2 separate regions of the Mus musculus genome follow, and region 2 is linked to region 1. A link is a contact called in public promoter capture Hi-C data. All regions are on one chromosome and are shown on one strand. The core of a region is the stretch at or near the end of the contact, and the rest is flanking DNA. Distances in the headings are between cores, read along the strand shown. Region 1 overlaps Asph (aspartate-beta-hydroxylase). Region 2 holds the start of Ccne2 (cyclin E2).

Region 1 (3,736 bases), core at 822-3,321:
AAGTATTTGCTTTACCACAGTTCTCTTGAGTCAGAAACCAGATCTTCTGCCCTTGGGGACTAGGCACAGCACATTCACAAAGGGACCGCCCCCGCACATGCTTAGCTTAGCGTTCCTCATGAGCATGTTTAAAGGGAAGACTTTGAAGTGCTGATAGAAAGATTTTCCTATGATGTAATGCTCTTAGCCTTTATGGAACTAACAAGTATTAATAGTAATAAGGTTAATGATGCTGGAGTAACACACTGATTGACTTTGTAAAGGGATAAAGTATTTTTAACAATTTGCTATTTTAGTTAATGAGGAACAGTAGGAAAAGGTGGTGTCTGGCAGAATATCCAAGAACAGATAAGACAAGAACCCAGTTTATTGTAGTTTTATCATTGATTTTAACTGAATGTATTTCATTTTAAAGAAAGATTTAGTTTTGTTTTTTAGTTATGGGTGTGCATACATGAGTTCAGCTTCACACAGAGGCTGGCGACCTTGCAGTCCTTTGAAGCTGAGTTACAGGCTGGTGTGAGCCACTGCTGTGGGTCCTGGGAAGTGAACATGAGAGCGGTGCACACTCGGTCACTGGGCCATCTCTCCATCATGGACTTCTCTGGATGTTATATAAGATTAAGAAGGGCCTTTTCTTATGGCTTAGGAAGATGTCTTCCTGTTTATAAAAGTGTAGTAAACTAAACCCTGAACACTGCTATTGATGGTGCCCTCCTGCTCCGAGGACTTAGTCATTTCTTCCCTCATTTTGAAACATTCCAGAGATAGCTTATTTTGTATTATTTTAATGATTTATTAAATTTTATAATGTGATTATTTATGACTTTTAAAAATATTAGAAACCATGTTCTCCAACAATAAAAGATCTTCTTTAGCCATAATTTTATAAATGTAGTTACAGGAATATACTTAAGTATACACATGTGTTTGAGTGTGTACACACACTAAGACTGAGTTAGTCTTTTGATCTCTTGAGGTTGTGATCTACTAATGGATTTAAAACGTGAATATTCTTGGGATTGGAATACTGGCTCAGTTGGTGAGAACATAGGTTGCTCTTGCAGAAGACCTGGGCACACCCACGTAGTAGCTTACAACCTGCCATAGCTCCAGTTCCGGATGACCTCTTCTGACCTTTATAGGCACCAAGCACTCATATGGTGCACAAAACACTCATAACGCATAAAATAAATCTAAGAAAAGAATATCCTTTTAACAAACAGTTTCAGTTCTCTTTCTGAGTAATGCATTGGAATTATTTAATTGCCTGAAGCTGCTAGTTCTTTTAGTAGCATGTGTGGAGGTAGAAGGTGGGTTCTGAGTAAAAGCTGATGGAGATGCGAGTCATGCAGGTCAGCCCTCTTTAGACGCTGAGGACTTAGGACCGCAGAGGTCATTTCCTGAGCTTTGCAGTGCCGATGAGGGTGAGGATTCCTGTCCTTGAGAATTCAGGGGTTTCTAGGCAGGAAATGCCCCATGCAAGGGATGCTTAGGGATACTGGTGAATAATCCCGGGACCCCTCTGCCTTTGGGCTGGGGAAACTCAGCATGTTGGATGTTGTGGCACGTGAGAAACAGTTGCACAGAATGAACAATGTCCTGCTTAAGCCTCTAGAAATACCTTTAGCAGAAATGTGGGCAAGTTGCCATGAGGGCCACATGTATGTAGCAGTGCTCGGGCCAGTGCTGTGGGAAGAGCCCACAGTGCCACTCATACCTGGCATTGTCCTTCTGTAAGATGGAGCAAGGTTTCCTTTTCCCAGATGCCCTTTGGGGATATGATATAACCTTCTAAGTATATTTGTTTATAATTGTGGAATATAACATTCTTTTAAAAGTGAATATGATGCTAATTTATAAAAAAGTATTGACTTTTTTTTATTAGTAATGACCAGTGACTTCTGTTTATTTGACCATTAGAAGAATATTTCTGGAGGATTATAAGGCACATAAAACATAGCAAACGTGATAAACGACACTTGGTGAACAGCAGTTTACAGAGCTGTTTCCTGCATTGAGTCCAGTTGGCAAGGCCTGCTTCCTGCCTTCCCACGCCCTACTGGGTCTCCTGGAGGAGGGAGATGGAACTGGGCTGGATTGCTTCTTTTTGTCTGTGATTTCTGTTTTTGTACCTCCTCTCTCTCACCTTTCCCAATATTGCATAATTTTAGAGGGAATTGTCTCCTTCTGTGGCGGTTATGACTCAGGACTGTGTACAATGTAAATAGGATATGGAAAAAGGTCCATAGGCACCTCTTGATTTCATTTAATTTATACTCACTGAACTTCAAGGGTTCTAGGGTGGGTTTCTGATTGCGTGTAGGCAAGAGATATCGCTCCATAAGAAAATAGCAACTCACCAGCACCAGGAAAAGCCAGCTTCCAGTAAAGGAGCCAGCAGAGCCGTAAGGCACCAGGAAGATCAGCACAGCCATTCAGGGATTAGAGAGCCATGTAGGACGGAGAGCCACAGAAGGGGAAGGCAAAACAGATTGCCTGTCCCCATGTCCATGCCACCTGCTAAAGACTTGGATGCTGTAGCAAAATGAAAACTGAACAGCTTTGGCTAGTTGAAAACTTACATTTTTTGATAATACAAGATAACAGTGAGAAATATCAAAACGGGACCAGTATTTTCCTTGGTACAGGAAGGCAAGAACCTGAAGTTTCAGGAAGGCAGATGACATACCAGTGTCTGCTAATTAGCACGAGAGGCAGGACATGTGGCCGTGCAGACTCTTTTGACAAAGGACTTGGGAGGAATTCTATTTAAAAGCAAAACCAAAGTGTAACCCAATCAGGAGTTTGCTTGTGTTCAAAATTAAGATTATTTAAGCATGGTGATTGAGTAAGCAGAAGCTTCTCGTGTTCAGAGTCATTAATTTATGGAGTGCACTTTGAGAATTTAGTTAAAACGTGTTTCTGAAATGATTTATCAAATTACTGTCAAAATGGTGTTCAGCCAAGTATCTTCTTCCGCTGTGATGACACATGCCATTTTTCTCTCTCCACACAGAGGCAAAGCACGGAGGACACAAGAATGGGAGAAGAGGAGGGATTTCAGGAGGGTCCTTTTTCACATGGTTCATGGTCATTGCATTGCTCGGCGTCTGGACATCTGTGGCTGTCGTGTGGTTTGACTTGGTCGATTATGAAGAAGTTCTAGGTAAGAACTAGGGTATGATTTCTCTAGTGAGCTTGTAAGAGTGAAAATCCAAGGATTGTTATTTCTTCTCTTGTATTATGACAGGTTGTAGCTTCCCACCAACTCTTGAAAAAGCAAAGGGCTGCCCCAGAGTAGTGACCTGAATCTTGAAGATTTCTGTGTAGGCTCTCTATTTATTGTGGTATATGGATGCTTCCATCAAAACAAATTTTGTTAAATTCATTTTCGCTATTTTCTGCACTCTTTATTTTCTGTTCAGGTTTATTATGAATTTTAAAAAATTCTAGATCATGAACTGATTCCTTTAGTGGGTATAGATCTGAAGTAGCATCTTATTGTATAGCCCAGGTTGGCCTGGAACCTACAATGATCCTCCTGCCTTGGCTTCCAAGTGTTAGGGTTACAGATGTGAGCTGCCGTGGTTGGTTGATGGCAAAACCTTTCTCTAGAGAGAGTTTTCAAGGAACACCTACCTGCCCATGTCTGATGAGATAAGAGTGTGTGTGCACGGCTGGGTGAGTTCTGGGTGGACCACGTGGTTAGGTAGGGGGCATCTCCATCCTCATT
Region 2 (3,607 bases), core at 449-2,948, 1.6 Mb before region 1:
GAATTACCATCTCCAAGTAAACACATAGGAAGGGATCCCAAAGCCGGGTTGCCAAACTGACAGTGATCTCACATCCTTTTTATGCCACTCATTAGCTATTAGGGCCCTCCACTGTAGTCTGAAAATGAACAAAGAGCAGTATATAGGCAGACCTAGTATACCAGCCAGCTCCAAAAGGGAGGGATTTACCAAAGGGAACCAGCTGCTTCTAAGCCATCTACACTGCAGCTGTAGGACTCAGGCTTATATGAACCTCCTTCAAGTTCACCTCTAAAGTATCAGAATCTTCCCACTATAAGGCAATAACACATGATTCCACTCTTATTCTTCCCCAGCCCACCCTGTCCAGTTCTGCATTACCCTAATCTCATACTGATGCTTCTTGGTGATCTCCTCTTTTCTTTTTTTGACATCCTGAAGAATAGAAAAGAACATGTAAACTAAGGTTTCAGCAAGGAATATTTTTCCCTTTCTCCCTCTTTTTCCTTAAATCACCTGTGCTGTTTTTCTCTTCTTGGCCTGAATTATCTGGGTTTCTTGCGGAGAGTCTGGCTGGTTGGGCTGGGCATGTTGCTTAGCTTGTAAACGGCTACTGTGATGAATTGTAGAAAGGAAGCTTAATTAGTACGTCATATATTTCAAAAGCAGCAGCTAATTTTGAAACATGTCTCCAAGACTAACACTGTTACCTGCGTCTTGACATTCTCTTCAAGGACTATGAAACCTCTAAATAGGGGAGAAGAAAAACAAAATCAAGAACATAGTCATCCATAATCTTCAAGTTCCAAATTAAAACTGATTCAGAAGTTACCAACTAACGTTACTAGAAGGTGGCCTAAACCTTTAAAAATAAAACACTGCACTATTTTCTGAAATACACTCGCTATCTCAGTAATTTTACATTCATGCTTTCATTTCCTTAACTGTACACTGGGAACGCGAGTGCGTTCAGGAATTTGCAAAGTCCCCTAGCACCCTTAGATGATCATCTGGGCCATTCATGCACTCCCCAGGACAACCAGGGTGGGAAAGGCACGTCCTGGCCTCGGCCGCCAGGCGCCTGGACGAGCCTCCAAGAGCGGGCTGTGGAGAAGCCGGTTCCGCGCCAATTTGGAGAGCGGCTGTGGCGGGGAAGCAGGGGGTGGAGGGAACCTTCTGGTGTCACGTCCTCCAGGCTCCTTTCCCTCCTTCCCAGCCCCACCCGGCGGGCAGTGTCGCTTGCAGGGGTGACGGGACCCCAATTCCAGAAGAGCAGAAGGAAAGGGGGGGGGGAATTAAAGGAGAAAACCGTGCTTAAGAATCTCTCCGTGAAGTGATCCCACCTTAATCCTCTCGCGCGGGAGACCTTCCCCAAGTGAGGATGGACAGAGAAGCTCCCAGAGAAGCTTTGCCGTGGCCTCTCATTTGGGGACACACTCCATCCCCTGCCTCTGCTTGGCCTCCTGACAAGAATCCTGACAGGGACCAACCTCGGGAACCCCTGAATTCCAGTCTCCTACTTCTTGTCCCACCCCCGCCCCCCATTTTTCCTCTCCCATGGCTCCCGCCAGACGTGGTTCCCTTAGCTCCCGCATGCCCCTGTCCCCAATACCTCCTCACCGCCAGACCCTCCACAGCTCGGCTCAGCTGGCGCCGGCGCCAACTCAATATATAGGCCGGGCCCGGACCGCCCCGCACGCATGCGCCGCAGACTGACACCTCGGCCGGCGCCTTCCCCTCCCCCACCCGCGCCCGCCCAGCTCGCCCGCGCGCGCCGCGCCCTGCCCTCAGTGCGCGCGGACGGGCTGGCGGGCGGGCGGGCGCCGAGTGGCCGTACGGCTGCCCTCCTGGACCGTGCTCCTCCGCCCCTCTCGGCGCTTCACCTGCGCGCGCCGCGGCTGCACGGCTCAGAGGCTCCTCCCCCATGCTGGTTGCCCACCACAGGCTCCCGCACGCCTTCCAGTTCGCGCCGGGCCCCCTCACGGTGGCTCTTAGATCTCGGAGTGTCAGGCTACGGTTCGGCTCCGCGTTTTGGCAGAGGCCTTGGGAGGGCTGGGGTGGGGAACCCCAAGTCTCCTCAGAGGCACGGGGAGCGGGAGCCTAGGGCCCACCCCTCCGGGAGGAGCCGGCCAATGGCAGGAGAGGACGGCAGCACAACGTGGAGCGGCCGCAGAATGTAAACACGCCGGAGCGCGCCGCCCGCCACGTGCGGAGCCGGAGCCATCCGCCGGGCGACGAGCGGGCGGCGGCGCACAGGAAGGTGCCTCAGCGCGGCCGGACGAGGTACGTGGGAGCCTTGTCCCCGCGCGCCGCCGAGCGGCCACTCCGCTCTTGCCTACGGCTCCCTCCCAGAGCCCGCGCGGGAAATATTGGCGCCGCGCGCTGCCTTTCTCCTCAGACGCCTGTTCCGGGCGCTGACCACCTCTCGGGACTCCAGCGGGCGCCCTCCCCGTCCGCACGCACGAGCGCCGAGGCTCTGGGGACCTGGCCGGAGAGCAGGACGGTCCGCACCACGTGCGCGCCCGGGCCGCGCCGCGCCGCGCCGCGCCCCGCCCCGGCCCTGCCCGGCAGCCAGCGCGCCCTGCGGAGCCCGCGCGAACTGCCTGCGCGGGAGCGCCTCCCGCCTGCGAGCGCTGCCGGGACGTGGCGGGCCGCCCCGCGCCGCTCCTAAGCCCCGGGCTCCGACTACCTCTCGGCGCCCTGCGCACCCTCAGGCCGGGCTTGCGGGTGACACGGCACACACAGTCCCGTGGCGCGACGCCGCTTGGGGAACAAAGACCACCCCCAGGCCGCGGAAGCGCAGGAAGGGCTCCCGCAGGCCGGCGGTCCCGCGCTTAGCCATCCTGGTCCGGAGTGAGCCGGTGCGAGGGCGCCAAGGACAGCGGCCGCGCGGCCCGGCCCTTCCCGAGATGCACCTGGAGGCCTCCGGCCGCGGTGGGCCTTTTGTGCCACGCTGTGGTTAAGAGCCCAGGAAGGCCCTCGTCACACTTCCCGGGTCTTCGCATGGTCCTTCACACCGGCTAAAGCTTACTTTCCCAGCTTTACACGTAGACAGGATCAGAGGAGACCCAGTGCCTTGTCTAGGCCTAAGGAGCGTTCACCCAACCCATAATTGCTTATCAAGACTGGGGGGGGGGGGGGGAGTTACCTCCCTTTGCTGGAGCTGTCGTCTTGTACAGCTTGAGATCTAACCCGTTATGGCAAGAAAGCAGAGGTGTGTTATCTGAGTGGAAGTAAAACTGATGGCCTACAGCCCCGCTCCATAGTGACTTCAAGACCAGCCTAGATTATGTGAGACACTGTCCTAAAAGTGCCAACTGGTGGCCTATGTAGGTGAACTTGGCCAGGATACACTGAAAACGAGGGCTGTCGTTTACATGGGATTGGTCTTAAGTATCATAAGTCCAACCGCATAAGTTAGTGTACGTACGTCATTAAAAATGTACTGTGGGCATATCTAAGTATTACGTGAACAGAGTAGCCATAGGAAAAGCAAAATTAGAATGATTGAATCAACGAAAACTAAGATAGCAAGCTGGCAGTGGTGGTGCACACCTTTAAGATCAGAACTCAGATGGCAGAAGCAAGGGACCTCTTAAGTTTGAGGCCAGCCTCTGCTATAGAGTGA

What was found. Promoter capture Hi-C pulls out the DNA fragments that hold promoters and counts their contacts.
Region 2: a promoter capture Hi-C map of hippocampal neurons shows a contact between it and region 1, with 2.9 times the contacts expected there. The contact joins the promoter of Ccne2 here to the enhancer-like site in region 1. A contact is called at or near these places in 2 of 39 promoter capture datasets (hippocampal neurons and liver).

The regions. Positions count from the first base shown.
Region 1 is chr4:9,638,631-9,642,366 of GRCm38.p6, reverse strand. Asph (aspartate-beta-hydroxylase) reads left to right here. Exons shown (of 24, transcript NM_023066.3): 2 at 3,020-3,169. Among named protein-coding and RNA genes, the nearest start is that of Asph, 29 kb to the left of the region's middle. Within about 2 kb of position 2,071, at least 27 of the 459 cell types and tissues checked have an H3K27ac peak or open chromatin away from gene starts, as enhancers often do. A contact at or near this core is called in hippocampal neurons, where this site is marked.
Region 2 is chr4:11,189,800-11,193,406 of GRCm38.p6, reverse strand. It overlaps Ccne2 (cyclin E2), which reads right to left and starts at 1,698. Exons shown (of 12, transcript NM_001282943.1): 1 at 1,592-1,698; 2 at 690-726; 3 at 496-592; 4 at 361-414. The coding sequence starts at 703. It overlaps A630034I12Rik (a long non-coding RNA gene), which reads left to right and starts at 2,177. Exons shown (of 3, transcript XR_001784240.1): 1 at 2,177-2,262.